Linked DNA regions of Sus scrofa: region 2 is linked to region 1. The links are chromatin contacts, called in public promoter capture Hi-C maps. All regions are on one chromosome and are shown on one strand. Each heading gives the region's core, a stretch centred on a gene start, on an enhancer-like site or on the middle of the called end of the contact. The rest is flanking DNA. Distances are from core to core; before and after follow the strand shown.

Region 1 (6,879 bases), core at 2,345-4,844:
GGGTGAAAAGTCTGGCCAGGAAGTGAAGGTCTGGCAAGCTTTGTCCTGGCTTTGGTCAAAGTTGGCAGACCTCAGCCTTGAACTTTTTTGGCTGATGGTCACATGGGTCTTCCCAGTTTGTTAGGGGTTATGAATCTCAGAAACTATAAAGACTCAGTCCCTGGAAGTGCAGGGGTGGGATTCAAACACCCCGCATCTCTTTAATCTCTGAATAAGGTGAGAAATTGATGAGGGAAGAAGCAATGCTAGACCTCAAGAGAAAATGCCAGAAACAATTGTCCAAAGATGGGTCAGGCTACTCACAGACATGGAAAACAAACTTATGGTTACTAAAGGAGAAAGAGGGGGTGGGGAAGGGAAAAATTAGGAGTTTGGGATTAACACACTACTATATATAAAATAGATAAGTAACAAGGTACCACTGTATATCGCAGGGAACTATATTCAATATCTTGTAATTGTAATTGAAAAAAAATATATAACTGAATTAATGTACTGTACAACAGAAACTACCACAACATTGTAAATCAACTGTATTTTATTTTATTTTTTTTTTAAAAAAAGGAGTTCCTGCTGTGGTGCAGTGGATTAAGGATCTGGCATTGTCTCTGGGGTGATGCTGGTTTGATTCCCAGCTTGGGAACTTCCATATGCTGCGAGTACAGCCAAAAAAGGGAAAGTTAAAAAAAAAAAAAAAGATAGGTCGGACTAGCTCAGACCATGCAGAACTCATCTTCTGGAGCAGCAATGCCCTGGAGAACTTCCTGTGAAGATGGAGATGGTCCTCATCTGTATTGGTCAATACAGTAGCCACCAGCACATGTGAGCCCTTGAAATGTGGCTGGTGGGACTGAGGAATACATTTTTAAAAAAATGAATACACTTCATTGTCTAGAGCAGTTTTAGGTTCATAGCAAAACTAAGCAGAAAGTAGAAAGAGTTCTCCTACACCACCTGTTCCCACACCTGCACAGCCTTCCTTCCCAACGACATCCCATAGGGTGGTGGTACATTTGTCACAATTGGTGCACCTACACGGAATAAATGATTATCACCCAGAGTTCGTACTTTACATTAGGGTTTGCTCTTGGTGTTGTACCTTCTATGGAGGAAAACATTTTAAATTTTATTTAATTAATTTAAATTTTTTAAACTTACATAGCCATATGTGGCAAGTGGCCACTGTGTTGGGCGGTGCAGCTCTAGACTCTGGTGAAAGAGGCCCCAGGATAGTTGATCATTGCCTGTCGGACTTCAAGGTCTCTTCAAGGAGATACAGCGCAAAGCCTCTGGCCAAGACAAGAATTACCAGACCCTATTCATCACCCCACCCTTCTCTTTGTAATGCCCCTTCCCCCACCTTGAACAACCTGGCCTACTCCTTCCTACCCCCTACCATGAAAGGTATGTGGACACTCCTCACCCTGCCCCTCTAGGGGCTTTATGTGCCACTAACCTATCAGCAGGTCAGCAGGTATACTGTAAGACCCCTTCTTTCTCCCTGGGTTATAAAGACAGACCACAACACTGTGTATTTCTGCCAAACACCCAGAATCTTCTGGAGAATCCATAAACAACAGGACTCTCAACTCAGTCTGGGTGATGGTTGTTTCCACTCAGCCTGTGACAGCCTGGAGAAATGGTCCCACCTGGCACCTGTGCTGAGAAAATGGCAGCAGGGATGAGGCCTGGAGGGCAGGGGTGGTTCAGACTCAATCATGACCATTATCAACGTAAACCACCACATAATAAGAACACACAGTGCTACTATGCACCAGGCATTATTTATTCTAGGCACCATCACCCATTTATCTCTGCCTATATCATCAATCTGTGCCCTCATCTCCATTTCAGAAACAGGGATGTAGAGGAAGAGAGGGTAAGGAACTTGGCCAAGGTCAGCTGCCTTTATGTGAACCCACGCTCAAGCTCTGCTCAAGCTCTCAAACTCTTCTTTCTCTTTGGGGTCGGCTCTCCCTGACCATTAGGAAGTTGTCCCGCTGCACTTGCATTGTCTGTTATCTCAATAAAGCCTTCTTTCTCTTCACCTGCCCTGCTGGAAATTCCTTCTCCAACCCACTTGCACAGACCACAACCCTGTCTGGGGGAGAGGTAATCCCAGGCCACTCTGCTGCAGGCCAGGTGGAACTCTCACCACACCTTATCTCTTTCTGCTTGTGATGGTCCTCAGCCCTCTCTGTCACTGCATGCACCCTCAACCTTCAAGTGTCACTCCTTTGGACTACTCTGTAGCACTCATCACTATTTATAGTCATCTGTTTCCTCATGTGATTATTTGATGTCTGTTTCTTTCCTCTAGACCAGTGGTTCTCACAATGTGGGGCTTGGGACCAGCAGCATCTCCTGGGGATTTGTTAGGAATGCAAATATCCTAGGCCCTATCCAGATCTGTAAATCAGAATCGGAAGCCAGTCTGTTTAATGAACCACCTGGGCAGCTCCAGGGTGAGACCAGCTCTGCCTGGCCCAGCAATGGAGCCCCTGTGCTGAGGCCAGAGGTGCTTAGTGAGCATTTGACAGTGAATAGCTGTTGAATGAATTACAAAGCACACTGTGCTCATCTGAAAGGCATGAGGTACACCAAGTTGCTGAAGATACTGGAGCAAGTAGCTTGTGAGACTCCAGAATGGAGGGGAATAAGAAGCTGTGCCCCCACCATCCCAAGATCATACAGCCTTCCAGCTTGCCCACCTGAGAAAAGGTGCCCACCCAGATTTACTGTGCCACCATCACAGGAGAGACCAGGTAAGGGGAAGCTGACTTGTGCTAAAGAAACCTTGTGACACAATGGCTAGCTACCCAGCGGAACATTCTTTCCTCATTCTTTTAGTGGAAACCAGCCACAGATGAGTGGATGTCTGCAGCAAAGAAAGGCTAAACATGTCTAAGCAAATAAATCCTCTCCATTGGTGTTCTCCAGCAAACTCAGGTGCTTGCCCTGTGCAGGGCATAGTGTGAGGCATAGAGGTGCAACAAGAGCCAACATATATTACCATTCTCTCTTTTCAAAAGAGGGGACTGGGGATGCAGGGAGACTACTTAAATGACTTCCAAGGTCACACAACTACGAAGTGGCAGCTGGGAAATAATCCTAGGCGTCCAGGGTGCTGCTGCAGCACAGAGAGGTTAAAATACTGCAATCTAGTTTAGCCGAAGCCCTAAGGGGGCAGACCCATATTGTAACATACGCAGATACCTTCCCCCAGCTATCCTAGGAACGAGGCGCCTCGTTGGACAGTGCGAGGGTCCCGACCCTCTGCCGAATGGGCGACTACCAGGGCTTCGCCAGGCGCATGGCAGTGGGAAATACCTAGAAGAGAGCGCAATCGGCAAAGAACTGGAGAGGGGAGAGACTGTGGCTAACTAGCCAAGAATCCAGGAGAAAGGGGGTGAAGGAGCACAGAGAGTACTCCTCAGGGGTCCCCTGGCCCGCGGGCCTCCCAGGCCCCGCCCCCTCCAGCTGGGGCAAAGCGCGCGGCCCCACCCTCCATCCCCACCCCTTCACTGCTCGACTGAGCGTGCACCGCCCTCCTTTGGCCCCGCCCTCCCCGGCCCGGCTGCGCGCGCACCGCCCCTCGCACCAGAGCGCATGCGCGGCCCCGCCCCGTTTCCCCCGGCGCTCGGAACCCGAGTCCGCGGGAAGATGGCGGCCCCGCTCATCCCTCTCTCCCAGCAGGTACGGACCGGGCGGGCTGGCGGGGGTGAGGCGCGGCTGTGCGGGGCGCGAGGCAGACACCGCGGAGAAGCCGAAGCGCGTAGAGGCCCAGCTGGGCGGCGGCGGCGGCTCGGGCTTTGTAGGGGCCTCGGCAGAGGGCGGGCGAGTGGGCGGGCGGTCCTGAAGGTGACAGGCTGGTCCCGCCTGCGGCCTCTCGCACCCGAGCGACCCTCTACGGGCGGCGACCCGGCTGATGGAGCCGCAGCGCTTGTCTGTTCCGCCTGGGGCCTGGCCTCCTCCGCAGCGTCCAGGCCAGGTGATGCACGGTAGCATTGGGCTGCCTCCCGGGGAGGTGGGCTAGGGGAGCGAACGTTTCTGCGGGTGCGGAGGCCCCGCGGGTCTTTGTCTCCTGCCCGGTCCCAGCGTCCGGGTGGCCAATGTCTTCTCCGCGGTGGAGTTCTGAGCCCCGCCAGAGCCAGGACCCGCTAGCAGTGCGATCCCAGACTCATCTCTTTTTCCCTTTGGGAGCTGCTTCCTCCACCTTTGCGCTGCGAAAGCTGGGAGTGGGGTGGGGTTGGGGGGTCGCAAGTCTCTGGGCATCTTGCAGTGCCCTCAGATCAGCCTCACACTCTTACTAAGGGGCAGTATCAGTGGCGAGACACAGACGTGCAAAAAAAGAGCCATGCGCAGGCAGCCCTGCCTTCTGGGAGGGACGTTCATTCATTTATCCACCCGTCAGATGTGTCTCTGGCCAGGTGCTGGGAGCGCAGCAGTAATCCAGACCAACAAGGTCGCTGCTCTCATGGAGGTGACACTTTCGTGGGAACTGGAGGCTACCTATATCCTGCCTTTATTTGCTGAATATCTTGTGTAGTACCGAACACCGTATTACATGCTCTTTGCTAGAATTATCTAGCACAGCATTTAGATTAAGAATGGGAACACAGGCTCACAATTATCTTGTGTTTAGATCTTGGCTCCAGGGCTTATTCCTCTAAGTGTCCTTGGACAGAGCTCTTAACCGCTCCATGCCTCAGCCACCTCATTTGGAAAATGGGAAAAAAAAAAAAAAAAAATATATATATATATATATATATATATATATAAATATATCGGGATCACTTGAAGATTAAGCATGTAAAGTGCTTAGAACAGTGCCTGGCACATCGGAAGCACTCAGTGATCCTCTAATTATAATCATTATTTCATTCCCTGGCAGATTTGGACATTTGGGAATAGAGATTACAGCAGTGAGAATGCCAAATCCCAGGAGAGCCCTTGCAGGTTGATGTGATGCCTCAGCTGATGGGAAGAGACTGACTTGCTTACTTGCTAAATATTGCCAAAACTAGCAAATTTGTAACACTGTTACTAAATTAAAAGCTAAAGACCGATAGTTATTAATTAACAAGTTCTTGTAACATATGAAAGCACTCTCTAAACTGTTCAGTACCCCCCAGAGGTTGGGTATTAACAGCCAATTGGTGCAGTTGGGGGGGGGATGCGAAATTCACTTAGGCTCATTTAATGAGGAAATGCTACTGTTTTTTAAAACTTACCACGTTTTGACTCTTGTTTTAATTTGAAGTTTGATGACAATTGCTAACGTTGAGTGCTTTAGGGTTTATTAAATGAGTTCTAACATGTTCACCCTTATCCACACAGCAAAGAGAGGGGGTTCTTATTTTACTGATGAAGGATTAGCTTTAGAGGAAGGCAGTGATTTGGTACTGTGAGGTAAGGTATGAAAACCTGAATCAGATCATGTGATTGACCGCTTAGAACCTTTTAAAATAAAATCCCAGTCCCTCCCCAGGAATCCCTGCTGGTCAGGCGGCTGCCAGCCTCTCCTGCCTTTTGCCCCCACGCTGTGGCCATAGTTGTGGCTTTTCTAGTCCTTCCGCCCATGGTCTAAGCTCTTTCTGTCCTTGTGATGTCCTGTGGGTCGTGCTTTCTTCCTGAAGCACTCTTCCCTGTTTCTTCCCTTGGTGCTGCCAGTGCCTGGCTCTCTGCAGGAGGCGGAGCAAATGTCACTCTTCCCAGAGACCTTTGCTGGTTACCTGTCAAAAGTAGCCCCTCTCCCCTCAGCAGTATGTCTCCCCCACACCACCATGAGCACCAGTCATGGTCTACAGGTGTCTGTGCCCCTGTTAGACCAGGCACAGGCCTCTTACTCAGCATCCCTGACTCTGTGCTCAGTACCCCGGGGGTGTCAGGTAAACCCATGAAGCAGGGACCAGTGAGTTGCACCACCCAGCACCATGGCAGGTGGCTTTTCTTCTCTACCTGTGGCCTGGGGTCTGGGCCCTGGCAATGGGAGCGAAGTCAAAGGAGGAGTTGTAAGAGTTGGTCTCTGACAAGTTGAAGTCGCTGACTGGTATACTTTTTCCTGTTCCTTTTCCTCTGTGTTTGTTGAATCATAGCCTGGCCAGATTTTCTTCCTTGAGTAGTTATGTCAACATTTACCTGTTAAGAGAAGTGCTCCACCATATGTTCCTGTTCATCCTGGGGTGAGGCAGAGACCCACCAAGCTGAGGGCCTCCCCTGAATTCTCAGATAGTTCCAGGGAGAGCATGACTGTAATTCCGGGACAATTTCTGATTGGGGGCAGTGGGGAGCCCGCTGGAGTAGAATACCGTGATCTGGTTGGATTGAGGTGTAGGGCATACTTGGAACACGGATGGCCAGCTGAAAGTGAGTAAAGCAGGTAGCCAGTAGGTTTGTGGAGGGTGGGCTGTTTTTCCTCAGCCCCCAGAACAGTCAGCATCTTTCATGGTCTGCTTCCTACTCTCTGCCACATATGTGACGTTCTCTCCCTGTATAGTCTCCTCTGGCCCTGAATATAAATCTTTTTGATTTGGGAGTAGCTGGTTCTTCCTTTAGAAGTGGTTTTTCCCCTCCGTCAACATCTCATTGATTTATGTTTCTCTCAGCCCCCCTTCAACCTCTCCTCTTTTTTTTTTTTTTGGGTTGCACCCATGGCATGCAGAAGTTTCTGGGCCAGGGATGGAACCCACACCACAGCAGTGACAAGGCCGGATCCCCTAACCCACTGAGCCACCATGCCTACCTCTCTTTAATTGCAGCCCACCCTGGAAATGCACCTGTATCCCTTACTCCCTTTGTACTGTGTGCTTTTGTAGGTTACTGGCAACCTTGATGTCCTTAACCCCAGTGACCTGTTCTTGGGGCTGGTCCTCCTGG
Region 2 (6,879 bases), core at 2,318-4,817, 250 kb after region 1:
CTGAGCCTGACTCCACAATTCCTTCCTCACAATGAGTGAGGGGGCCTTCTTAGAAGTCGAAGGTCAGATCAGATCTCTCCCCTGTTGAAAGTGCCATCTACCCCAGCCTCCCTTCAAACAGAACAAGCCACAAGTCCATCTCTATGGCTGTCTGGCTCTTCACAGCCCCTCCAACGCCTCTCCATCCATGTTCCCTGGGCTCACCCCTTTCCAGCATCCCTGGCCAGCACTCTTGCTCTCTCTGAGCAATGTGCATCTGCTCCTGCTTCAGGGCTTCTGCACTTGCAGTTCCCTCTGTCCAGAATGCTCTGCCCTAGACCTTCTCAGTTCTTAAGCCTCAGCTCAGAGGGCACCTCCTCTGAGAAGTCTTCCCTGCGTACCCTGGCTGAGATCATATCCTATCCCTTTCTACTCCCAACCCCACTTTATCATCACTGCCCACATCACCATTGCATTATATATTCATATCCTTATTTATCATCTGTTGCTTCTACTAAAGTCTAACACTCTTTGAGAACAGACCACTTTACGGCTGTGTCTCAGCACCCACAACAGAGCCTGGCCCTTAGGAGCTTCTCAGTAAATGTCTGTGCAAGTGAATGTGGTGGTGACAAAAAGGAGGCCAGGATAATGCCCAGGTCTCCCACCTGGGCAGCTGCATGGATGGTAACGTCACCCACTCAGAGAGAGCAGGGTGGGGTGTGAAGATGAGCTCGTTTTGGGAAATGCTGAGTTTGCAGTGCCTGTGAGACCTTCAAGGTGTCCTGGAGACTGGTGGGTCTCCAGTTCAGTGCTCTGGACTGGTGTACAAATTTGAGAGTTATTGGCACAGTGACATAAATCAAAGCCTGCCCCCAAGGAGAGTGACAGCATGGGAGGCACGCTAGGCCTGAACCTGAGGAGCTGGCCTCTGGTGGTGGTGGGGGGGGGGTGCAGCACACATTCAGAGAAAGAGGGGAAAACAGAGAGCCAATGGAAGCCTTCTGAGGAGGAGCGTGGCAGGTGGTGATGGAAGTTGCAGAGAAGTGAGAAAGATAAGGGGCAGAGAAATGTCCGTGGAGGGTTTTCTATCTGCTGAAAGTGGTCACGCTGGTTTCCTTGGTGATCAGAGGCTCTGGCTGTCAGGTAGACGAGTGGTTGTGAATGTATTGATGTGCCATTATCTTATTTTTGATTTAATGGAGTCTGCGCAGAAGGCCAACATTCAAAACATGAGGTCCGTGGGGCAGGGTGAGGGGGTGGGGGGCGGAGGATAATAAATAGCATGATGGTTACTCAGGACAGGAGGCTGCCTCTGGAGCTTCCTGAAAGGCATGTCTGATTATGCTTCTCCCAGGCTATGGTCTCCTCATGGTGGCTTTTCCTTCTTGAGATAAAATAGTCCCTTCTGTCCTGCCCTCCTGTTTGGACATCCTCAATACCCATGGCCTTCTTGATGCCATCTCCGAGGCTCCAGCACCAACTAGGACTTCTGGCTTGCCAGGCCCAATAGGCTGCCACTCACCCCTTGGGCCCACTGTGACACCTCCTTGTCCACCTGACTACCACCTGGTCACCTTCCCAGCTCTGGCCTCTCCTTCCTCCAGGAAGCCTTTCGTAACCACTTCTGCTGCCAGCCAAAACTAAGGTTGGGCAACTTCATTACCTGGGGCTTTGTCCTTGCCCTTGTTGCTAAGTACATCTGCCTATTTAGATCCATGTCTCTGTTTGGGTCTGTCAGCTTTCATGCACCTCCCCTGCCAGAGCTCGAGGTCCATGGGGACTAACATGGACTGTGGACCATGGGTGGTGCTGAGCTTGTCTTGAGCTCAGGGAGTTCACACACTTGCCCGAGGTCACGTAGCTGAGCAGCAGAGACAGGTTTTGAGCTCAGCCCTAACTCCTCAGGTCAACCCTGGACTTGGTGCATGTGAGGTGCTCATGAAATGTTTGCTGAAGAAACAAGTGATGTGAGCAGGCAGTCTGCGGCACTGCTGCGGACACGGTGACCATGGCAGAAACAAGAACATGTGCTACCAAGACACAGGGAACACTGCACCCTCCCAGTCCCTGGTGTGCCCTGTGCCCTCTAAGAAGGCTGGGGAAGGAAGCCTGGCCCAGGGCCTGTTGACTTTGGGTGGCCTCCAAGGCAGGCAACCCACTCAAGGGGCTCTGGGAAAGTGCTGGGGGTGGGGACTGGGGTGGCAAGGGACAGTCACTTTACCTCTTCACTCCCTACTGCTTCTGCGCTACTCCTGTTCCCTCCGCCTAGGCCTGGCACCCACTAACTCATCCATGAGGGGCCTGTTTTAATGTTGTTAGTCCTGTCTTTTCTTATTATTCCCCAATGAAAGAGGCCAGTTGCCTTCTAGAAGGAATGGACTTGGGGGGAAGACAGTAGGCCTCCTCTGAAAGCTTTGCAATCCCTCCTTTAAGAACTTTTCCCTGAAACCCCTGGGAAAAGCACCGAGGTTCTAGTTATGTCCAATTCCTCCATCATGTCTCAGCTGGGTTTGTCACTCCCCCTGGGAAGCCCTCCCTGACCCCCAGCGGAGGTGGACTTTCCTATTACATCCTCACTGCTCCACAACTTATATTTATTTGTGCTTTTTGAGATCAGTGTCCCTCTCGCCCATCAGATTGTGAGCTCCAGAAGGACAGGGACAGACTCTGATTTTGCTCTCCAAAGGCAACCCAAAGGTTAGCACCCTGCCCAGCACTTCGTAGATATTCCCCAAATACCAGCTGAATGAACAAATGATTCTGGGTTCCACTCCCAGACCTGCCACTTCTCTGTGACTGACCAGTGTGACCTTAGGCAGGTTGCATTTCCTCTCTGTGCCTCAGTTTCTCCCTCTGTAAAACAGCATTCCCACCACCCACCTCACCTAACCCTTATAACTCAATGTTACAATGAATGTTAAGAAACCCCTACAAGGACTGCTACAGAAAAGTCGCTGGATAAACAGAAGCTTCCGAGCTCTCGGAGAGCGGGACTGGCCTGAGGGCACAGTGTCCCCGCCACGCCTCACCACCTCCGGTCAAGGGTCGCCCAGCCCCGCGGCGTCAGGCCTGGCTTACATGCCGGCAGCGGCCCGCGCTCCTAGCGGCCTCGGGTTCCCCGGGACCCCCACGGAGGCCGGAGCTCATTGCCCACAGAGGTGAGGATGGGGGTCGTGCACGCGTTTACCTTGCAACGGCCGCAGCCCACCGCGTTACCTAGCAACAAGGCAGGACTCACAGACAGAAGACACCTTCTCGGTTACCTACCAACAGGGTAGAGCCCTCAGGTGAGGCCAAAGCTTCAAAGACCAGGGAGGCTCCCATTGGCCGGCTACCTAGCAACAGGGTGGGTCCCCAGGGGCGAGGCCCCGGCCAGTTGCCTGGCAACACCGAGGGTGGGGAGCCATCAGTACCTTGCCCTTCAGGTCCAGCACGTAGACGGCACTGGCGGACATGGCGGCTGCAAAAACCCTCGGCACTGGCCGAAGGCGGCGGCGACAGCGGTGACTGCCAGGCGGTGAGCCAGGCCGGGCGCACCCGAGACAGTTCCTCTCCACTTCCGGCCCGGGGAGTAGCGCGCGGACCGTTAGGTCTGGCCGTGGACGCGCTGCCAAAGCGCAGGCGCAAGGCGCCATGTGCGCAGGCGCAATATTCCCGATAAGGCCTTATTTTCCGCTCCTCCCTCAAGTATCCCGGAAGTAAGCTCTTAGGGGAGGGGCGGGGAGGGGCGGGGAGGGGCGGGGCCAAGCCGGGCGGACGGCGGAAGAGCAACTCTCTAGCTGCCTGGTTGGACGGCGAATGGCAGCTGGGAAAACTCATGTCGCTGGAAAATCCCACTTGGTGGGCCAAACTAGGTGAGAGATCCTGGTGGTGGAACCCACCGAGGGCCCAGCCATGTGGAACTCATAGTTTGGTGGGGAAGGCTGGGGAACAAATACATAGACACCAATTGTGATACACTTTATAAGGAGGGATAAGGTGGTGGTTACTTGGAAAGAACTCAAACTCTCTGAATGGCAATCGAGCCTCATCAACAGTAAGTTCCTGTCACCTGTCAGTGCTAACATTTGGTAAACAAGCGTGCAGTTTATTGCCTGAAATGATCTGAAAACCACGCCTCACTGAACCTAGGCAAAAAGGTGATTTATTTCTGTAGGTAGTGGTCACTGTGAGTAATGCAAATTGTGACTCCTGATTCATCTAATTGAATTATACCTTGTTTGCTTTTATGAATACTCGGCCTTTGGAGAAATGCTGCATTCTGTCCCAGTGAACCATCACAATGCCCTGGGCCCCAGGCCCTGCACTATCAGAACCATTTACCCCGGCTGCCTGCCTCTTACTTTTATCTTCCTTACTGCCTCCATTTTGGGTTTTGAGAGTTAGTTTTTGCAACTTTGTGGTTATATACCTTCTACTTAAGGTAGAGATGTAAGTGCAAGAAAATCCAGAGAAGAAAACTAGAACCTTTAAAGATTACCAGTGAATCCTGGGCATAAAGCAGCTGAGAAGCTTTTTGACACCGTCTCTTAAGCAATCTGATTATACCTAGCCTCACTCTGCCCAAATTATGTTTTTAGGAAAAAAGTGTCTTTTTTTTTCTTAAATTACAAAACTGTACATTGCACTGAAGAAATCAGGAAATGCCAAAAAGTATAAAGAAATCCACATGGGAGCGGTAACCCCTCTCATTATGGAGGATTTCCTTTCAGACTTGCTCTGGGCATTTTATTATTTTTTTCTCTCTGTGAGATGTAAATGTTCTACAATGGCTCTCAGGAGCACTTACCTTATCTAGACCATCTTTATTTTAGCTCCTGAGACTGAAGGAAAAAAAAGGAAGAGGGGGGAAGGAGAAGGGCTTTTCCACTCAAGTGGAAACACTGACATCTCTGGTTCTGCTTTATGTAAAAATTAACTTGTAAATGAGTTCTCTTTAACTGACTTAAAAGTAAGCGACGCTGATATTTGGCCTCTGTGCACCAAGGCAGAAGTGAATCTCAGAGACAGAGTTTTGGGTGAAATAGAAAAGAATAGCTTTTGGGAGTTCCCTTGTGGCACAACATGTTAAGGATCTGGCATTGTCACTGCTGTGGCTTGGGTTTGATCCCTGGCCTGGGAACTTCCACATGCCAAGGGCATGGCCAAAAAGTAAATAAAAATTCTTCCCCCCCCCCCCAAAAAAAAAAAGAAAAAAGAAAAAGAATAGCTCTATTGCTTTGCCAGGCAAAGGGGACCACAGTGGACTAATGCCCTCAAAAAACTATGTCCCTGCTCTGGGCATTTTAGATACAGTATAATGCAGTATCAAGGCAAGGATGGAGCTGGGAGGACAAGTCTTTCGAGGAAACAAAAACTCCAACATGCCAATACTGTCACAATAAACACGCAACACAAAAATTACTTGTAACTTCCTTTTCAGTGCATGTGGAGGAATTTGAATCACATCTGAATTTCATCCTTTGTATTTAATGTATAAGCCAGATTTGTCCTGTGCAACATCTCAGAAAAGACCATATTTACTGTGGTAGACAGTGCTTCTCAAACTTTGCTGTGCAGTGGGGTCACTTGGGGAGCTCTGAAAAATCTCCGTGATGGAACCCCAACCCCAGGCAGCCCCAGTAATTAATGCACCCCAGGAGAGTCCAACGTACATATTTTGAGGACCATTGTGGTAGACTGAAACAGTGATGGCCCTCAGTAAACCGTCTCCTGCTGTTCGTGCTCTTGTGCAGTTCCCTCCCAGAGTGGGTTTGGCAATGTGACTTGTGTTAGCCAATGGAATAGGTTACTTCAGTGAAGGGAGATTCTAGAGGACCTTCTGGCCCCAGGCAAGTCAGCATAGCTCACACATGAACTGAACTATACTACGTGGGGTAGAACCATCCAGCTGAGCATGGTCAACCCAAGAATCCTGAGAGACTAATCCTATTGTTTTAAGTCACCCCATTTTGAGGTGGGTGAATAGGCAGTTGGAAACACATGTCACCTCTTCTCCAAATTGAAGGTGAACAGTCACTTTGCAGTATGTATACTTTGTGATAGTCCAAAAGGCAGCATTTCTAGTGATAATCAAACAGCTTGTAATTAAGATACTCAGACATCTATTTAATAACTGTTTTTTTGCTTTATTCTGCATTTCACATATGACAGTCCCAAACCCAACACTGTATTTTTCTCTGGGACTTTGTTAATGCTTTCAGCATCTATGTCAACACACTTCTCCCCGAGAACATTTGCAGGTTAATCCTCTTTTGATGGGTACATGTAGGCTCTCAAAGATCCTGGCTCTCCAGCACAGGAAACTAGGTCCTCTCAATTGCCCCATGTCTGTCTGTGCTGGGGCTCTGCCTTGCTCCCATCACCCCTGAGGTGTCCTTAGGCCAGGAATGCCAAACATGTTATGTACCAACTCTGAATAAATACAGGGGGGCTGCTTGGAGCCCAGGGTTGAGGGTGAGAAGGCAGGCTGTGTCTGGGTCCCATTACAAAGAATGCTGTGCTGGTTTGGTGGTGTTTGCCATGGCAACACCCACTAGATACATCTGGAATGGGGATATTGGGAGAAGAGACTACACGCTGGCCACAAGTTGGGGAGTTCGCTGGTGGCCTAGTGGTTAGGATTCAGCACTTTCACTGCTGCTGCCAGGGCTCAATCCCCAGTCTGGGAATTGAGATCCCATGTCAAGCTGCTGCATACCATAGCCAACTGCCCCCACCCCTGCCCTCCCTCTGCCCCTCCAACCCAAGAACAACAAAAAAAGAAAGGGACAAGGCATATCTTCCATCCTTGCCTTAGGTGGTTGTTCTGTTTCCCAGGCTGCATTGTCTCACTGGCCAGGTGGTTGAGGAAGCAGTCTGAAGGGCACAAGGCTGCAAGTGGCTTTAACAGGCCTT

What was found. Promoter capture Hi-C pulls out the DNA fragments that hold promoters and counts their contacts.
Region 2: a contact with region 1 is called in a promoter capture Hi-C map of liver, with 2.5 times the contacts expected there. The contact joins the promoter of AP1M1 here to the promoter of EPS15L1 in region 1. A contact is called at or near these places in 1 of 5 promoter capture datasets (liver) and 1 of 2 datasets of contacts at active chromatin or transcription factors (alveolar macrophages).

The regions. Positions count from the first base shown.
Region 1 is chr2:61,135,458-61,142,336 of Sscrofa11.1, forward strand. It overlaps EPS15L1 (epidermal growth factor receptor substrate 15-like 1), which reads left to right and starts at 3,595. Exons shown (of 23, transcript XR_002341604.1): 1 at 3,595-3,696. It overlaps CALR3 (calreticulin-3), which reads left to right. Exons shown (of 10, transcript XM_021083585.1): 10 at 565-603.
Region 2 is chr2:61,382,539-61,389,417 of Sscrofa11.1, forward strand. It overlaps AP1M1 (adaptor related protein complex 1 mu 1 subunit), which reads right to left and starts at 3,568. Exons shown (of 12, transcript NM_001243917.1): 1 at 3,396-3,568. The coding sequence starts at 3,437. CIB3 (calcium and integrin-binding family member 3) reads left to right here and starts at 3,651. Exons shown (of 5, transcript XM_021083597.1): 1 at 3,651-3,836. The coding sequence starts at 3,781. It overlaps FAM32A (family with sequence similarity 32 member A), which reads right to left. Exons shown (of 4, transcript NM_001243887.1): 4 at 6,090-6,879.